3 separate regions of the Mus musculus genome follow, and regions 2 and 3 are each linked to region 1. A link is a contact called in public HiChIP or PLAC-seq data. All regions are on one chromosome and are shown on one strand. The core of a region is the stretch at or near the end of the contact, and the rest is flanking DNA. Distances in the headings are between cores, read along the strand shown. Region 1 holds the start of Mest (mesoderm specific transcript). Region 2 overlaps Klhdc10 (kelch domain containing 10). Region 3 overlaps Gm40359 (a long non-coding RNA gene).

What was found. HiChIP or PLAC-seq counts read pairs in DNA pulled down with a chosen protein or histone mark.
Region 2: a FOXA1 HiChIP or PLAC-seq map of pancreatic cancer cells shows a contact between it and region 1. The contact joins the enhancer-like site here to the promoter of Mest in region 1. A contact is called at or near these places in 9 of 39 promoter capture datasets (the C10 cell line, cranial neural crest, embryonic stem cells and 5 more), 1 of 484 Hi-C or Micro-C datasets (embryonic fibroblasts), 16 of 115 datasets of contacts at active chromatin or transcription factors (bone marrow-derived macrophages, craniofacial prominence, embryonic basal ganglia and 10 more) and 4 of 9 other capture datasets (adipose tissue, liver, macrophages and 1 more).
Region 3: a contact with region 1 is called in an H3K27ac HiChIP or PLAC-seq map of stem cell-derived neural progenitor cells, with 3 times the contacts expected there. The contact joins the enhancer-like site here to the promoter of Mest in region 1. A contact is called at or near these places in 11 of 39 promoter capture datasets (the 3T3-L1 cell line, the C10 cell line, the HPC-7 cell line and 6 more), 1 of 484 Hi-C or Micro-C datasets (bone marrow-derived macrophages), 9 of 115 datasets of contacts at active chromatin or transcription factors (embryonic hindbrain, embryonic stem cells, forebrain and 1 more) and 4 of 9 other capture datasets (adipose tissue, embryonic stem cells, liver and 1 more).

Annotation. Positions count from the first base shown.
Region 1 is chr6:30,735,628-30,739,833 of GRCm38.p6, forward strand. It overlaps Mest (mesoderm specific transcript), which reads left to right and starts at 2,423. Exons shown (of 12, transcript NM_008590.2): 1 at 2,423-2,708. The coding sequence starts at 2,683.
Region 2 is chr6:30,435,158-30,439,363 of GRCm38.p6, forward strand. The region is part of intron 2 of Klhdc10 (kelch domain containing 10); the gene reads left to right. Among named protein-coding and RNA genes, the nearest start is that of 1700012C14Rik, 24 kb to the right of the region's middle. Within about 2 kb of position 2,029, at least 13 of the 459 cell types and tissues checked have an H3K27ac peak or open chromatin away from gene starts, as enhancers often do. A contact at or near this core is called in pancreatic cancer cells, where this site is marked.
Region 3 is chr6:31,009,412-31,013,617 of GRCm38.p6, forward strand. It overlaps Gm40359 (a long non-coding RNA gene), which reads right to left. Exons shown (of 2, transcript XR_868931.2): 2 at 654-1,288. Among named protein-coding and RNA genes, the nearest start is that of Gm40359, 3.4 kb to the right of the region's middle. Within about 2 kb of position 2,185, at least 36 of the 459 cell types and tissues checked have an H3K27ac peak or open chromatin away from gene starts, as enhancers often do. A contact at or near this core is called in bone marrow-derived macrophages and stem cell-derived neural progenitor cells, where this site is marked.

The DNA of each region.
Region 1 (4,206 bases), core at 1,173-3,672:
AATAAGTTAGTCCTGGTTACAAGATTCCCTAACACTTTAGACTTTTAAAAGCCTTTCTCCCAGCCTTAGCTGGTCCCCAGCAGTGCGCGCCTTCCTGCGGCTCAGCCTTTGTGTCCGAGCTGCTACCCGCTTTCTCTCCCTAACCAGTTCTGCGTTCCACGCCATTTCAACCGCATCCCGCCCTTTACCACCCAAGTTATTCCTAGTCACCTCGAGCAAGAAGGATTTCCCTGGGCCTGGACTGGAATTGCTTTTGTGGTTGAGAGCTTTCACCGACTTTCCTCCCCTCCAGGGCTTAACCGTGCCCTCCCCTCCCCCCCCCCCTCTTGTTCCTTGTGGGTAGACTGTTCCCCGGCCTTCAGAATGAGATCCATTGTGGGGCACTCAATCCATTAATTAGAAAATTGCCTTCATCTTAGATGCTGGTGCTTCGGCCTGGTGAGAATGAAAGTGGAATTGTTTGTAAGGCTCAAAGGTTCCATTGACAGCGAATATGAAAATAGATAATGCAGAGGCTTTCCATGCGGGAACTTGTTAAGATCAGAATGGCTTTACTCTGTAGAAAACACCAGTGCAAATTTTGCTAAGTAATTCAGTCTTTAAAAGGTTTGGTTGTTAGTTAATATAGGTAGGTAATCCTCTACTTGTAAAGGGGTGAATTTAAATTGCGGTCTTACAGGATTTAAACATCCGTAGCTTCTCATTTAGGACACATTCCACATTCCTTCTGATGAACTACTCTTTCTGGTCTGCCCTCCACCCCACCTCTCCGCCCCCAGCCCCCAGTCGGCGCTGGCGCCCAAAGGAAACACTTTTTTTTTTTTTTTTAAAGAAAAAAACCAAAGGTTACGGTGCAGAGCCCCGGGTGCTTGGCGAAAGCCGTCCCCTCGGGCTGGAATGTTCTTTGTCTCTGGTAAATGTCTATTCATCACTCAAGACAACCCCTTCCTCCCTCCCCTTAATTACTTCCTCCCCTGTGCGCCCTCAAATTCTTGAACTTATTCATGCGGTATTTGTTAGGGGCCTGCTTTGTTGCCCACCCCATGGCGGGATCTGGGATACAAAAGGTTAATGAGACATGGTTTCAGACTTTGAGGGTCTTAGGCTGAGAAAGAAGGGCCCGACATGACAGAAAATATTCTGAAATCAAAAAGAAAATGTAAAAAAGTGCCACCCTTCGATCCCTCATTCACTTCACAATCTTGTGCATCGCCTGCGGAGGCTCCACACAAGCATTTGTTTCCTGCGGTCCCCGAAGAAGTATACCCTGGACCGCATTACGTGTTCTGATGACCCTCTCTCAGGTGCTGGCATTTTCAGTGTCAGCTGGGTGGTCACGAACTCCCCGAACATGGGAAGATACCCACAGGTTAGATCCCCCAAGGGTTCGACTGACCCATTGCAGTTCTCTGGCCCAATCTTGATCGACTGCACGGTTGGGCTTGGACATTGCAAAGCCAAAGCTGCAGCAAACCAGGCTCCGAAGAGAGGCCTGCAGCGCCCCCGCTGGGCCAGCCTGCGTTCGCAGCATCCCTAGCTTGCCCGTGCCTAGGCTGCTAGAATTTCAGGGAACGGTTCCAAACCTCACACAGGCATCACGATGCTCCGCACTTTGCGAAGGTGTGAAAGATGACTTTTAAGGGATTTGGGATTAAAAAAAAATCTACAGTTTTGTCCGCACCTCTAGGGTGTTTGCACTGTGATTGTGTTGCACGTAAAGGAGGCTTGTGCCCCCAATGAACGGTCCCCAACGCTGCTCCAGAAGGGCGCTGCAGCAGCTTCTGGCATGTGGACCACGTTGTGCTGCGGCAAAGGAAGTGTACCGGTGCCACCGTGGTGGTGACTTTGGCCCATTCTATGTGATCGCAGCCTGTCCATGAATGTGTCCACTTAGCCACTGATACCAGAGAATTTGTCCATTCCCTAGCCATTTAGTGTGCCCTTCCTTCTTTGTTATCATGGGCTAAGGGCTTGGGGTTGCCGCGCATTGGTGACCCGAATTTTTAGATGCGTACTCACTCTTAGGGCTCAAAACACACGTAGGAGGTAGAAAAGAAGTGGGTGCCGCAACAAGAACCCCAGCTTTGGGGTGTTTTATGTCTTCCAGGGTCTAGGGACCAGTGCGTGGTCCAAGGGATATGTTGGGGAGGGACTCTCTCAGACGTTTGTCATCCTTGCCCGCGGCATTAACACATGGGAAGGCTTTCTTCACTAGAATCTGGGGTTCAGGATTAGAGATCTATAAGGAAAGAGGGGGTAGCGGGTCAATACCCCTGGAGGCGCCCACGGGAAAGGCCCCCCCTCTCTGCAGCGGTGGGGAGGGGCTCTGCGGCGGGAGCGAGAAGGAGGGGCGCTGCGGCAGGATGGGCGGGTTAGAGGCGGGGCTCAGTGGGCTTTAAAAGTCGGTGCCTGCTTGCTCCTCTCTGCTTCGGCCACCAGCACATCCCGGTGCTTCTTCTCAGGCGCAGCAGCTTTCCTCTGCGGCAGCCGCACCTCGCCAAACGGCGTAGTGCTGCAGGCTCGCCCGAGTTGCTGCTTGCTGCCTCTGCTGCCGCTGCCGCGGGCCGCCCTGCGCGGACCGTAGGCTGCGCAGACGCCACCTCCGATCCTGTATCGCTGCGGGCGCCTCGGCGCGCCCTGTGATCCGCAATCCTGCGGCGGGCGGCATGGGATAATGCGGCCATGGTGCGCCGAGATCGCTTGCGCAGGTGGGTGCTGCCAGCCCGTGCCGCCAGAGGGGGTGTGGCCGGCCCGCACCCCGGAGATGCGGGAGGCAAAAATCCTTATCCAAAGGTTGCCGCCCAGCCCAAACTCTCGGAATCGCCCTCACTGATGATTTTTAGAACCAGGGTTTAGTCGCGTGAGATTTACGAATTTGAGGATTTTTGCATTAACATGTGAGAATTAGCCTTTTTTTGTCTGGGTCTTCGTTGTGGTACGATTTAGGAGGTGGTGGTGAAGCAACTTAGGATTCGAGAACCTTGGTAATGCCTGGTGTGTTCTAGGATCTTCAGAGCTGGTCATTGTTGTGGCGTGATTTAAGATTTCTAGACCACGGCATGTGATTTAGGAATTCAGGAGCTGAGATTGTCACAGAGCGACTTAAAATTTCCAGGTTCTGGACTCACAATGGCAGGGTTACCGCATAGGTGCGACTAGATCGTGCCGCGCAGTGTGGCCACGGCTATAAGTGTTGTTTGGGAGCCAGAAATGGAAACCCCGGGGGACACCGGCACGCGGCCAGGCTCTTAAAATGTAAAAAGAATTGTTTGCTTTGGTTTGTGGGTGCACAGCGTAGTTCTCAATAAGAATGAGTCAGGTGGGCTGGTTTGGTGGTATTAGATAAATATGTTTTTACATCATTTAAAGCAGTAAGAAATCAAGGCACGTAAAGTTTGTTGTGCGAGTGTGTTGAATTTTTGCTCTAAATCATGGTACCATCAAATATTAGAGAGTGGACTTAAAAATTATTGTTTAAACCTTTTGGTCCGATTGCTAGTTTCCTTGACTGCTAAAAATCTTAAAATGTTTGGGGTATTTTTACCAAGGTAACTAAAGCTGAGAATGGCTGGGGGGGGGGGTTGTCCCCCCTTTCCTGCATGGAGGAGGTGCACTGAGGTATGGTCCGGAGAGCGTGGGTGTGGCACCTCTGTTTCCCTGCGCCAGCAGGAAGCCCCTGTTCACTCTGCAGTAGGCGCCCCTCCCCGGCGTTCTGCTGAGTCACTGCGGATTCAGTGAGTCCAGCAAGGATGCCCCAGAGGCTACATGAAAATGTATGAACAGGTAACAGGACCAAATGGGTTCTGAGGAAATGAGCAGTAACAACAAAAAGACCCCCCCCTCCCCCAAACCTAATGCTTTTGCTTTTCAAAGAGGTTCAGCCTTAAAACCCGTTAGTGGATAACAGACTGAGATAAAAACCATCGTGTTCTGGCACTGTGCCAGGCATTTCTAGTATAGCCTCAAAAGGTAGAACCAAAGCCTTGTGTCTTTATTGGACAGTGACTTTGGAGGAAGGAAAAAAAAGTCTCAGCGCTGACTAAAGTTGAGGCAGGCAGCTGAGGTTCCTAAGGGGTGCTGGTTTTTACCCACCATTTCAGGTTTACAGAGAACACCCCCCCCACACACACAAAAACCCAGTCAGTTTCATCAAATTGCAGGTAATGTGTTATGTATAGGGTGCACTCAAATACAAAGACAGCGGTT
Region 2 (4,206 bases), core at 779-3,278, 300 kb before region 1:
AGTAATATAGCTCTACAGTAGTTATATTTGTAAATATTTGAAATGCATGTTTCTTTGACCCAAAAATTCTATTTCTAGATTTATTCATACATTTTCATAGGAATATGTAGAAGAAACTTTAGTCCAGTATTACTTGTAATAATGAGAATATTGGAAATGACCTAGTAATCTGTTGCATAATCTCAGAGAACTAGCTGGTTTCTGCTACAAAATCAAACCCACCTCCCTAGTTACCATAACTCCTGTTTACCCCTGAGTTAGAACAGATGCTTGCCTCGGGAAAGAAAATGGCTCAGCTGTCCAGGTCCCACAGCTACGTGTATGTGTCTTCTGATGTTCAGATCACCTCAGCATGCAGGGTCATTTGTCATTCCTCACTTACACACACATTTTTACATTCCGTGGTGTGTGTGTGTGTGTGTGTGTGTGTGTGTGTGTGTGTGTGTGTGTGTGTGTTGTATGTTCCAGGAGTTGGATGCTGGTCTTTAGGCTTGGCTCTGTGAATCTTTACTTCTGAGCTCACTCTGAAACCTACTCCTCTGTTTTCTAGTGAGAGTTTTGGAAGCAGGCAATCCAAACCTGTGGATGATTGTATCAGGGGAAAACTTGGTGGAGGACTCAGAGACTTTAGACTAAAACTAAATTTCATTTTGTCAAGGTCAAGGAGCTGGCCACATGTGCTTGGCTTCTGCCCTGACACATTCCTGTGGTTTTTTAAAAATGAAATGGGAGTCGGGCGTGGTAGCGCATGCCTTTAATCCCAGCACTTGGAAGGCAGAGGCAGGCAGATTTCTAAGTTCGAGGCCAGCCTGGTCTACAGAGTGAGTTCCAGGACAGCCAGGGCTACACAGAGAAACCCTGTCTCAAAAAACCAAAAAAAAGAAAAAGAAAAGAAAGAAATGGGTTTCTGCTATTCGGGAGTCACTCTTGGGCTATAGGAAGGGGTTCTGTGGAGAGAGAACTTAACTCTGTCAGCTCTAAAGGCTCCTTGACAGAAGGTTCAGCATTGATCAGGTACTGATCACATGCTCTTACCCAGCCATTTAATTAGACTAGATCCGGAGAACAGCAGAAGTTAGCAGTTAGATTAACTCAGCACTATCTGGGAGACACAGGAGCTACAAACTTAAAGTTTTGTAGCAGCCACATGAAAAACAAGACATTATGTTAATATTTTTATTTAACCCATATCATTTTATCATATCATTAACGTAGAACTGGTAATTTTACTTTTTCTGTTTGGTTGGTTGGTTGGTTTTTTTTGTTTTGTTTTGTTTTTTTGAGACACAGTTTCTCTGTGTAGCCCTGGCTGTCCTGGAACTCACTTTGCAGATCAGGCTGGCCTTGAACTCAGAAATCTGCCTGCCTCTGCTTCCCAAGTATGGGGATTAAAGGCATGCACCACCACTCCCCAACAATTTTACATTCTTTTAGGGATGCTAAATTTTTGAACACAAATTCCCGTTGGGCCCAGCCACATTTCAAGTATAGCCAGGAATTACTGCATTATGTTGGGCAGAGCTAGGCTGTAAGCCCCAGAGACAGTGTCACTGGCCCAGAACCTGTCACAATAACAGTTCACAGCTGTTGTCCAGTAATTTTTGGGCTTAGAATGAATGAATGGGTACATTTTATGTCAAATCATCTTTTCATTTTGCCGTAGTGTTTGATCCACATGTTATGTTCATCACCAAGATGGCGGTAAGCCTAGACCATGTTTTCTGCTCTGTGTCCATTGAAAGTTCTAGAATGCTACTGTCATTCTTTTCACATTTTCCCAATATGTAAAACCTAAACAAAAAACATGAGAGTCTTCCTTCCTGACCAGTGAGCATAGCAACTGTTTTACGTTTGTCTTGCTAATTCCTAGATGCATGTACCTTGCAAAGATCATTTACACAATCTAGCCATCCCCTAGTCACACTTGCCCTCTCCCCCTTCTATTCTTTTGGTGCTGGAGTTTGAAGCCAGGCTTCCCACATGCTCAGCACCTGCTCGCTGTTGAGCTCCACACCATCTATCTTGGAAATACTGTGTCAGAGTCCACAGAGCTGGTCATTGTTTTAATCATCCCTGCCACTGTTTACTTTGGCCTAAAGTTAAACCCAGGGAAACTTTTAGATATGTTGTATTTTCCGGCTGTGTCAGGTGATGTGGGTAATGCAGGATAATTGTACATGCTGTTTGCCTTTGAGGAACTTTTACTCTGTTTGCAATAAAAAACAAACAGATGAAACGAGTGGAGAGGAATCAGTTACAAACCAGCTCCATTCTCAACCCCCTTCAGTGTCTCATGTGAGCCTCACACTAGGTTACAGGAACGTGGGTGCACCTGCATTTCTCTTTCCTCACATAGCTCCCCACTACCTGGGAAGATAGACGTGTAAGCCAGTGAGCGTTCAACAATAGCACATCTGCGAGGTACAGTGGTACCTCCCCAGCACAGATGAGGAGACAGATTCAGTGGAAGGTTGTGTCTACACCAAGGTCCTGGACGAAAGAACTAGGATGTCCTGGGAGCCCTTGCTCGGTCTCCCATAGCTTACTCTCCTGTTTTCAGTGAGCCAGACAGAAACTTAATTCTTCACTTACACCAAATCATAAATCAGTTGTCAATGCCTAGTTGCCTGAATTCTACTTGCCTGGTATTGGACTCATATTTACAAAATACAGTATTCCCATCTCGATAACTTTAGGTCTGCCCTAACATTGAACGGAGGCTGCTGATCCAGAAGAACCTAAAGGGACATATGGTAGACTTGAGAGCATTTCTACACTGGAGAATTAGAGAGCAGGTCGCCTAGGCCAAGGTCAAAGGAAGGACTCCAGGCTTGCTGGGCAGTGAGGCTAATAGCTCTAGTGAGTAAGTGAAAGGAAGTGGTTTAGCATCAGAGGGCTCTGAGATGCTTAACCTAGGCCTTAAAGAGCTGTCAGTGATTTACACACAGGACTGACAGGACAAGAGCGACTAAAAGATACATTGTTGCTTTGTTTTTCAGGTACTCTATTTCTGTGCATAGCATCTTAATTCTTGTTCCAAAGTTTATCATGTAAAGTAGAGTTTTTGCTTAAAAAGACACAAAAGGCCTTATTAGGTTGGTAATAAATACTAATTAGTAAAGCATATTAGGTGTCTGGCAGTGTGCTAAGTACTGGTGGACATTATACTATCATCAGTAGCACATAAAATAGAGATATCTTTAGGGTAGTAACAAATGTAGTGTCATCGTAGTCCATATCCTATTGCAGCTTGTTTGGTTCTGTAACTATTTAAGGACTTCTGGAGACCTGTGTAAGAAGTTGTAAGGATAATTGAAATATAAAGAAGTGGATTTTTTTTCTCCCTTTAAACTGATCTCAAAATTAGTTTAAATGAATTATGTATATAATTCAGTCATTTACTTATTGTATACCAGGTATTTAGCCAAGGGCCTTAAATATGCTAGGCAAGTACTCTACTCACTGGAGCTATATCCCCAAATTGCCTAGGTTGTTCTTGAACTTATGCTGTGAGCCCAGGCAGGCCCTGAGATGATGGGTCTCCTACCTCAGCCTCCTGAGGACTTTTGATTCCAGGCTTGTGCCACAGGTCTAGCTGGTGACGGAACTGAAACCTCAGGCTGTAGCTCAGTGATAGAATGCTTGCTAACTATGCATAAGGCAAGCTGGATTCTTGCTATCATAAAGAAAAATATTTAAAATCTATAACTTGCTTCCTTCCTATTTGACAAACTTTGTCCTTTTCAGGGAGGGTTGTGGGGAAGGGTCCTGGAGTCCTATCCAGAAAATGCTGTCTTTACCCATATCATGGAGTATTTCAGAGGTCAGGTCTTACCTACAGTTTTTTTAATTTTTGATCATTTTGAGTTTAAATTTTTTTCATAATAGCTTTTCTTAGTAATAGCCTTAAACAGAATATAAGATGTCCTTTGGGATAAATGCAGGATTTTCTTTGAAAAGTTTTGGAATGGTATTCAAAGTTTAATTTTGCTCTGAGCACACAAGAGCCAGTTTTCTTTTTAAGCGTATAATTACATGTATGTGTTTATTTAGACATGACTCACACATGTTTGTGATTGCTCTCTCCAACAGTCACAGTTTAATCTAGCTTGCCTCTGCTCTCACCTAAAGAGGAAGAGATCTGATCTCTGACCTTAGCGTCTGAAGCACTAGGCCTCTCTTGCTTCTCTTGAATTCCATATCGTC
Region 3 (4,206 bases), core at 935-3,434, 270 kb after region 1:
CCTGGAAGTCAGTCTTCCACTAGCAGCCTTTGGATGAAGACATAGAACTCTCAGCTCTGCCTGCACCATGCCTGCCTGGATACTGCCATGCTCCCACCTTGATGATGTTGGACTGAACCTCTGAACCTGTAAGCCAGCCCCAATTAAATGTTGTCTTTTTATAAGACTTGCCTTGGTCATGGTGTCTGTTCACAGCAGTAAAACCCTAACTAAGACACTTAGTCACCAGGGAGCGACACTATTTGAAAGGATTAGAAGGATTAGGGAGGGTGACCTTATTTGAGGAAGTGTGTCACTATGTATGAGTAGGCTTTGAGGTTTCAAAAATCCATGCTAGGACTCAAATCTCTTTGCCTTCAGGACAGAATGTAGCTCTTGGATTCTTCTTCAGCCCCATGTCTGCTTGCATGCTGCCATGCTCTCTGCCATGATGATAATGGATTAACATGGAAACTGTAAGCCAGGCCCCAGTTAAATGCTTCCACTGATAGAGTCATGGTGTCTTTTCACAGCAATGGAATACTGACTAAGACATAGGAGAAAGTTACCCATAATAAATGAACTATTCTTCATATTACCCCTTCTACAAAATATAAGTACATTAGACATTCACAATATACAATATCAAAACAATCTGAGGAATAACCACAACAGAGACGCTGCAGGTTTTAATGCCACTTCGGTGAATATACGTGTGATAGAGAGGTGGGGCAGAGTTAGCAGATGGAGCTGCTCATGACAGACGTGGGGGTGAGGCTGTGGTGGGGTGCAGCGGGGGGTGGGGGAGCTGTTGTTCCTGAGTAGCCTGGAGCCTGGAGCCCTCACAGCCTCTGCCCCCAGCACACTGCCCAGGCTACAGATCTCTCTCAGCTCTGAGCAGAGACAGGGCTTCCAAGATGGAGAACAGTTCATTTCCTGGATTGGACCACCTGAAAAGACGTCCATGGTTCGTGCCGCTGCTGTTGCTGTTGCGGGATGTTGATACCCATGGGTCTGTGTTGCTGCCAAAGGCCACGTGGATGTTACATGCTGCAGTGGGGGTGGAAGGTGGGGTTGGGGATATGTTGATGTCCTTGGTCCATACTACTGCTAGAGAACACATGAGTGTTTGTGGTCAGGGCTGCGGCCAGAGGCCAAGTTGGTATCTGCGGTCCATGCTCCCGCAGAGGGAGGGCCTTGTTGGCGTTTGTGGTCTATGCTGCCACCTGGGGTCATGTTGAGGTCCACAATCCATGCTGCCGCTGGCTGTTTTGGGCCAGGAAGCTTCTTTTGTCGTGGCATCGTCGATCTAATGCAGACTCACAGTTGAGAATGAGAGACATAGAAGGCATCTGTGACAACATTCCCCACCCCCTCCCCCGCCACCTCCACCCCTAGCCCACCCCTACTCCCAGAAAAAAAAGAAAAGAAAAAAGTCAGGCAGGAAAACGTTGAAGAGAGTGCTTAAAAATTGTGCTAAGGCAGCTAAAGTGTAGCACTTCACAGTTGGTGGCTTCTGGTGGGGTGGGGATGGGGAAGGACTCAGTTATCTTCAAGTGGCTGGCCACTGGGCATTTCAGCATGCTCCATTGAGTATATGGGCAACACAAACTGGACCTGGGGTATATTTTTTATTTTCTTCTGTTTCTTGGGGGGTGGGGTGGGCGGTGAGAGTATGGACCCGGGAAGAAAGGAAGGTGAATGGGGTACGATCAGGCGATCAGGGTGCATTGTGTGAAATTCCCAAATAATCAATAAAAATATTATGCTTGATTAAATAACAAAAACAAAACCCACCACAACAAAAATAGGAGAGAGAGAGAGAGAGAGAGAGAGAGAGAGAGAGAGAGAGAGAGAGAGTTTTGAAGCATTCACAGCTGCACAGAACTTCCATTGTCAAGCTGGCATAAAGAGCTTTCTTCTGTTAATGTTTACAAAACTGCTTGGTGTTTGAGTCTGCTAAGACATTGTAATTCTTAGGCTAACCCTGAAAATGTTTCCTGAAAGCTTCATCCTTACCAAGGTGCGCTACAGCTCACAGGATGCTCAATAGCAATTAGTAACATAAAGTAAAAGTCAATAAAGAGTTAAAAAAATCTGACTTTTCTATTTCAGGCAACATTTTATTTAGGTAATGAAGGCCGTTAGGGCCTAGGATAGAAAGCCTTGGCATTCTGCCCAGAGCATGCTACAGTTTCAAGTGCTAAGAGGGAAATGATGGCATAGGTTAATTTGGGATCTTGGCCTGTGGCCACAGCTCACGGGACTTCTGAATTGAGAGAGAGAGAGAGAGAGAGAGAGAGAGAGAGAGAGAGAGAGAGAGAAAGAGAGAGAATTGATTTAGAAAGTCAGCTTCTCAGGCAGCAGGGGGAGGGGCCAAGTCTAGTTCCAAGAGGCATTTAAGGATAGAGAGGCTGAAGAAAGTCCACTGAGACTAGCTGGGCTGAGGGTAGGACACTGGCAGCAATAATGGTGAGAGAAAATGACTCAAAGAGGGTACCACTTCCTGAGATGGACAGGCTAGGAGCCTAGCACAGAGTGCCACTGAAGACTCGGTGGAGACTCATCCCTTAGGACAATTCTTAACTGCATGTACAAAAAAAAAAAAAAAAGGGGAAAATTGCCATCTCGAAAAGCCAGCAGAGTTCACTGAAATAGTTAAAATCCATGGACTCATATGGCAGGAGCCATTCCCCAGCAAAACGCAGACAGCAAAAACACCCCATTATAACCTCTGCCGGGTCCAAGGGAGAAGCTACAGGCTGGTGGGCCTCTGCTTCAGAAAGGAAGGAATGGGAGAGGATGCTCTTAGCTTTTGTTGGTTTCATTGTCCTAAACTCCCCTCCTCTATCGAGCTATCTATCAGTGCACAGTCACTGAAGGCCAAGCGGGGAAAGAAATACAGAGCGGCTCTCATGGGCCAACTGCAGCACAGCACAGCATATAGACCAATAGACCCTGCACTTTGGGGGTCTATTGGTCTATATCCAGAAGTTGAGACACTGTTCATGTAGCTCAGTGATAGTGTGGTTGCCTAGCATGTGTGGAGTCCTGGGTTTGATCTCCAGCATCCTGCTAGGTGCTGTGACTCACACCTGTTAACTTGGCACTCCAGAGGTGCCACACCCACTCCAGTAAAAACTTAGTGGCAGGCCCAAAAGCTTGGACACAGTCCCATGGCAAAATGTTTCACGGAAACTTAGTCTCTTGGAGCCTTGGCATCCTGTAGCAGGAATACTCCAAACATGTCCTTGTGTTAGTCAGTGAATGGATCTGTGTGCTTTCTTTCAGTATTGTTTTATTATAGGTGCCTCCAAGCAATGATTTGTCAAATACCTAAGCTAAATTGAACTTTGCTTCCTGGCCTTCACCAATGTCCTAGGCAGTCCTTGAGCCGACCCTGAGCTTGGAATTCAGTAAGAATGTTGCCTATTCAGATGAATTGCCTCCAGTATTGAAAGAGAGATAGTTAAAGAAATCAGGCATTACTATCTACTACATAGAGTTAGAAATTTCAGGGCAAGCTTAGCAAAGTAAGTTTAGAATTCTTATTATAATTATGAATGGCAGACTACATTACTTAATAGAAGAAAGTCTACACAAAATCACTTAGATTAACAGCCAAGTCACTCCCATATACAGGAATTTACAATGGTTTAGGAAGAAGATTGGGCTGTGGTTTAAGGAGGAACTAGAGTATTGCATTATTCATGAGAAGGTTAGCTAGAGCAGAACTCCCTAATTAGAACTATGGCTTGGACACAAAAAGCCCTTGCCCCGGGAGCATAAAGACCTCACACCTGGCTTCTAAGAATATAGCTGACCTTAGATAGAGGTGATTTTGTCTCAGTTGTTTTATTGCCTAGTTCCTGCTAGTCTTTATGTATGCATTCCTCTATTTTGTGTAAAGAGTCATTATGCATTCGGTAACCTCAGTGTACCTTGGCTGATGTGTTACCCAACTTCCTTATTTTCTTCTGTATTTTAAGTCTGATGCTCGCTTTGAGAAATTACATTCAGATCAACACTCCCTTATGTTGTGTCTGTTTGTCACCCTGCTGACTGAGTCCAGTCCAAGGCACAGAGGTAGAGACAGGAGGATCAAAAGTTCAAGACACAGCAAGTTTGAGGCCAGCCAGGGATAGACAAAATCCTATCTCAAAAAATAATGCGCAAGTTAATGAATACTTAACGAGGAGGTGACGATGTGATAGTCTCAGTACTAAT